Linked DNA regions of Triticum aestivum: region 1 is linked to region 2. Evidence: chromatin contacts called from public Hi-C data. All regions are on one chromosome and are shown on one strand. Each heading gives the region's core, a stretch centred on a gene start, on an enhancer-like site or on the middle of the called end of the contact. The rest is flanking DNA. Distances are from core to core; before and after follow the strand shown.

Region 1 (2,954 bases), core at 334-2,833, 290 kb before region 2:
CCAGCTTACAACACCTAATTCTGAGCATTGAAAATATGCACAGTTTTTAGCATCCAGCAGGTTTACCAGCACTAGTTTTACTACAGTTCAAAAACAAAACTATACTACTAGAGCAAATGATTTGAGCAGCAAATGATTTGAGCAGCAAATGCACAGACCTGAAAGTTTGGCAAGAGGAATGAACTCTTTGGGCTCACGGTGGTGAGGGAGCCTCTGGTCCTCTTCACTGTCATCCATGTACCATGCTTGGATGACCTCCTCCTTGCCATCCTAAGTAAGCAATGGCCATGCAAAAGATATTGTATTATAGTTATGCAGGAAGCTAATTATAACATGAATTAGCTTTAAGCATCTACAATGGTTTACATGGATCTTCCTTCAGCATAACTAGCTGCAGAAGTCTACAGATCATAAATTTTTACTCCTGTAAAATAGCCTTGCCATTTGGCTGGGGGAGGGGTAACACATAGATAGATACAGAGGATTTGGCGTGTGGTACAGGTCTACATTCTTACAGACCATGTGATTTACAACTTCTCTTCTGACTATGCAGTGGTAGCCGCAGCCTCAGCAATAATGGAATTTCTCGTAACAGCAGCCGACTTAGTTGCAAAATCAACGTAATTTACAACGCACTAGACAGATTGACATTTGACAAGCTTCATCCTGCCCCTGGAACAACAACTCTACAACAAGTGGATGTAAGGGGAAATGGCTAAACCAGTATTCATACAGTTGTTGTATGAGACTACATCAAGCACCCAAGTGCCAGCAAGTTTGAAGAGGCCTTTTCTACTTACTTACTATTATCACCAGAAGAAGGGTGGAAAGATTTGTATGTGACAGTGATAGTGCAGAACTCTCTAATAAACAAGGAGTATTACCATCAATGATCATTTCATGCTACAAAAAGTATGACTATTTAAAGCAGGTTTGCTAAAAGCTTTACGTTCACATTACTGAAGGTTTTTCCATCTCAATATGTCCATCTGTGATCTGTGGGTACTGGTATACTCCAACAGGGGAATGGAAGACAGATGAGCAACTCATGCTACACATCTGAAATCTCCCAGTTTCAAATCTGAGCCGGAAAACCGATTAATTGAAGTTGCATACATCTAATCTAGCAATCTAAAGTGTACACTCCAACATGTATGGTCTCCATCCTAAAATCTGCTGACCCCCAATCTCTGGAGGGAGGAAATCCCAATCCCACCTTCTTCCTGCGTTCGACTATGCGTAGGCTTCAATCGCCTATTCCTACCCAAACCCTCGTGCTGAGCAGATCAAAATCAAGGAAAACCTTCACGAATCGCGCCTCGAAACGAAGGAATCTTCCGCTTTCTAGACGCAGCGACCCCTCTAAATCCTAGGGCAGAAACAGGAGCGCGAAGTTGGACTGGGAAGGAGGGATCCCCGTACCTGGAACTCGTTCTCCATGGCGGCGGCCTCTTGCAGTCTCAAGCGCCCTGCTCTCTCTGCCTTCCTTCCTCTCCCTGGAAAACCTCGAAGCTGGAGAAACAGGGGAGGTGGATGTGCGTTTCTTATGAACCGCTTTGGCTTAACGCGACTCTGGGCTTTTGCGGATAAGGACACTGAGATTTGCTCAATTTCGATGTAGGCCCCTGCTATGTATTTTTTTCTCTGCGGTCAATATTTTCGGCCTTATTATTTCGGGTGTTATTTCGATGAAGAAAAGTGAAACGCGGCTTCTTGTTCTAGGTCTTGGTCGGTTTTTCCGTCTGTGTGTGTGGTAAACTTCTTGGAGCCATCTTCAACGATTGATTTTCATTGTGTTCTTTTGTCAAGAAAAGAAAAGGTTGTCTGCAAGATTCTTCTTCAAAATATCCGGTTTGCAAGGATTTTCCCTGATCAAGGTTGTAATTCTCGGCTACCGGCGGGTTGGATGCGAAATTTGCCATGTCCCCGTAAAATATTCTCCCGCTGCATGAAACGTGATGGCATGGGCAGTGTGGGCTGGCCTATTGTCCGGTTCGATGCACGTGGACATTTTTTTTCACGTTGGACAGGATGAACCGCTCAAAGGGTACACGTCATCTAGCCGCATGCATGGACGCCATGCTGCATGCCTCCTTGTACTTGTACTGGTGCGGTGATGCCTCGTGCTCTAGTCATTTCCCACTAATTTAATTCGGTGTCGGGCTTATCTACACCGATGAATTGTAAAAATAAAATAAAATAGTAGAAAAAGTAAAAAGAATCTGATCATTTTTTATGCAAGATGCTCAAATGTGTGGTGTTTGCCATATTTTTTGGAGTGTTTGGACATTCGAGGTGCTCGTAGCAAAAAGATAAAATTGGGTGTGAACAATGATGTTTTCAAAATTTCTCAAATATTCGATTTTTTTTGTCACAAGCTCGTCGAATGTCCAAATTTTGCACGGACATCGCGCACATGAACATCTTGCACCACAAAATAATTTGGAATTTTTTTGCTATTTAAAATGGATTACTATTCACACTCGGGCTCATTTGAGCCCGGTGTTGAATAATCGCATCAGTCATCTCCTCCCTCTGCATACTAGTAAGGTACATGTGCATTGCGCGCATGAGATTTGGCAACCAAATTATGAATAAATACCACACTATAGCATGTAAGTTTTGAGTTATATATGCATGATGTAGATGTTCGTTTAATTATTATAGTTCATCTCATTCAAAGTTAATCTATTTTAAGATTCATGGAATTGTGCATTGTAAAGCATAAAATAAAAACAAATAATGGCAATTCATTTAGAAAAAAAAGTTTGGGCAATTATGACACGGAAGATTCTACAACAAAGGAGAAGTGCTTGTGTTTTGAGGTTTGTGCATTATGCTTAAGTTCAACCATGGAGTCTTCTTGATTATACATGTGACAAAATCTGGTGGAATGTAGATGGCATCCAGTTGCCGATAGTGCTCAGATTTGCCATCTCTGCACTGTCGGATTG
Region 2 (3,128 bases), core at 129-2,628:
TCCGTTGGAAGGAAGGGGGGCGAATCCTACTAGGAGTGGAGTCCTAGTAGGACCCCCCCTTGGCGCGCCTCCTCCTCCCCTCCTTTATATACGGGGGCGGGGGGCACCCCAAAGGCACAACAGTTATTCTCTTAGCCATGTGCGGTGCCCCCCTCCACAGTTTACTCCTCCGGTCATAGCGTCGTAGTGCTTAGGCGAAGCCCTGCGCGGATCACATTACCATCACCGTCACCACGCCGTCGTGCTAACGGAACTCTCCCTCGACCCTCTACTGGATCAAGAGTTCAAGGGACGTCATCGAGCTGAACGTGTGCTGAACATGGAGGTGCCGTACGTTCGGTACTTGGATCAGTTGGATCGTGAAGATGCTCAACTACATCAACCACGTTAACCTAACGCTTTCGGTCTACGAGGGTACTTGGACACACTCTCCCCGTCTCGTTGCTATGTATCTCCTAGATAGATCTTGCGTGATCGTAGGAATTTTTTTAAAATTGCATGCTACGTTCCCCAACAGAACCACACTTCATGGTGGATGAAGAAATGCAAATTTGCCCCTTGAGTCCTAACTCGGCATCAAAGAAGTGCTATGTCAATGATGGATGTGGGGAAAGCGACGTCGAAGAAATAGCACCAATGAAGCCCTTCTCTGGCGACGAAGAAATCAGTTGCGGCGCTAGGGTTTGAGAGTAGAGCTCGAGAGCTAGAGCGATACGAGCCCGAAAGCAGTCAAAAGAAGGACTACGACGAGAGGGGTATTTATAACCCAAGGTATGAAGAGGTGGCCTACCTCTCCATTCTGTGGGTGGAAATTGGTTTGGCCGTTCGCATTCAAGAAACACGTGTCAGAAAATACTTATCCAAGCGATGAGCTCGGAACAGTGATTAATGTGGCATCTGCCAATAGTTGAACATTTAAAGTTTATTTGCAATTTCTTCACCGACAAGAACATGACGAAGAATTATTCCTATAAAGGATGTTGGAGTACCCGCCTCCCCGGAGCCTCCACGGGCGAGAGTGCCCTCAGCATCGTCCGTTACACCAGGGCCTTGCGCGGCTGGCTCCATGCTGCGCTCTGCGCCGCCCGATCTCCGCGGCCGCCCCACGCAGCCCGTTAGAAAGCTTTATCACAATTTATATAAAAAAATCACATTATATTTTTGGCACACAATTACTATTTTTTACAGTGTATACAACATTATTAGAAACTTCATTTTTTAGAAATATTATTAGAAACTTCATGACGCACTGAATACAATTATAAGGTCCGAAAAGTTCATTTCGGCCACAAAGGCGACTGTAGCCCGTTAATTATTCGGCCCAGTAGCCGAAATTACCTAAAGGGGAACAAGCAAACCATGGTCGTAGCCCACGTACAAAATGGGCCCCCCTAAGGCGCTCGAAGTCCGAGCAGCAGCCCAGCCTACCGCTGCTCCGCCTCACTGTCGGCGGCGTGCTGAGGAAAGCTGCCGGCGGTGTTTGTTGCCGCAGCGGCCATGAGGTGATGACGGCGACGCACGGCACGTAAGCTGCACTCGCTGTCATCCTTTCTGTTCGGCGCCGAGCGCCTCGATCCCGCGCGTCTCTTCCGAAGAAGATGACGACGATGCGGCAACTTGAGGCGCGTCGCCACGTTCGCCATCGCCTTTCGAGTGAATCGAGGGGCAGGAGCACCAAGCCCACGCAGGGCGACCGGTGATGGAGAACGCGGGCATCGTCTTCCTTAATTTTCGGCATGAGAAGTTGAGGGCGGCGCGCGCGGCATGGAGAACGCGGGCGTCGTCTTCCTTGATTTTCGGCTGCTCCAACGCACGCGGCGGCGCAAGTGAGCATCCCGAGCCCTCTACTGTTGGGGATTTTCTTAAGGTTCGGGGTTAGAGAGAAATCTATGGCTAGGGTTCCTAAATTGGGGAAAACTTGTACGGTTTTCAGTTTGCAATTCCCCTCCTACTCAATTGTTACGAGCCGTGACTAATAACCAGAAAAACAGTAGGAGCTAATTTCAAGCACTCGGGATTGAAGAGAAGGCAATGAACGATACATGTTCAACACTTAATCATGAAGATTAGGCCTATCGCTTAAGAAAATAGCATCAAGGTAGGCCTGATTAGTATTCTCAAGAGAGATCAAGGGGCTCATGATACCAATGATAGAAATAATACTTTAGTGTTAATTTAACATAAATAGAATCTTGACCTCATGATTAGAACACGCTAAACAGAGCGGAAGCATGTGTACCTGAGATGGGCGTAGCTGTTGGAGGCGAAAACTAGGGAGAATGAAATCAGATTGTTAACTTAATTTATTTCAGGGATGTACATTGACAGGAAGTGCCCATTCACAGGAACTGTTTTATCAGAGGCAGAATTAATGCTGGAACATGCCACAATGCGAAGATGAATAGGACTGTCATTGTCCGCAGGAACTGTCTCCATTTTGTAGAAATATCAGAGGTAAGTGACACACTGGAGGACTTCAGGGCTATCTCTCATTCTTCTTACCTGCTGTGGCATCTAACTTGGAAGTGAACCCTCTGCCTTGTAGGTATGAGAAGAGGCACCCCAGCATTTCTCCTCACATTTCTCCTTTCTTCCGGGTCAAGGAAGGAGACCATGTCATCATTGGCCAGTGCAGGTATTGCTTTCTAGCTGATGTACTTCCTCCATTCTAATGAACAAGGTGCTCACACATCCCAAAATTTAACTTTGACCGTAAATTAGACCAACCAAATATGGGCTATATGTAATAAAAATTATACCGTTGAATTTGTATTGGAAAGAAGTGTTCAATGGTATAATTTGTAAGATACAAAAAAATCAAATTATTGATGTAATTTACGGTCAAAGTTGATTTTTCGGAAGTGTGTGCCTTATTCATTGGGATGGAGGGAGTATTGTCTGGTTCTTTATGATTTCAATTCTGTTGGCCCACCGTAAAATTACTTGGGAATGTGAGGCTTAAAAGTTTCAACCCCGTGCAAGGACTCCAAAGGTATGTCAGTCTTCTGCTTGCTTTAAAATGATTTTACAAATGAAGGGAAACATGAATTCTTTTGTTTCTTGACTTATACTTAACATTCTATGGGAAAATAGTTTGTCATTTCCCCATTGGGGTTGTAGTCCTTGAT

Evidence for each region. A called contact is a pair of places that touch in the nucleus more often than the background predicts.
Region 1: a contact with region 2 is called in a Hi-C map of leaf, with 6 times the contacts expected there. The contact joins the promoter of LOC100415845 here to the promoter of LOC123098502 in region 2. A contact is called at or near these places in 3 of 5 Hi-C or Micro-C datasets (all in leaf).

Annotation. Positions count from the first base shown.
Region 1 is chr4D:447,833,593-447,836,546 of IWGSC CS RefSeq v2.1, reverse strand. LOC100415845 (1,2-dihydroxy-3-keto-5-methylthiopentene dioxygenase 2) reads right to left here and starts at 1,583. Exons shown (of 9, transcript XM_044520516.1): 1 at 1,423-1,583; 2 at 159-270; 3 at 1-20. The coding sequence starts at 1,440.
Region 2 is chr4D:447,544,866-447,547,993 of IWGSC CS RefSeq v2.1, reverse strand. LOC123098502 (probable pectinesterase 8) reads left to right here and starts at 1,378. Exons shown (of 5, transcript XM_044520514.1): 1 at 1,378-1,826; 2 at 2,546-2,635. The coding sequence starts at 1,765.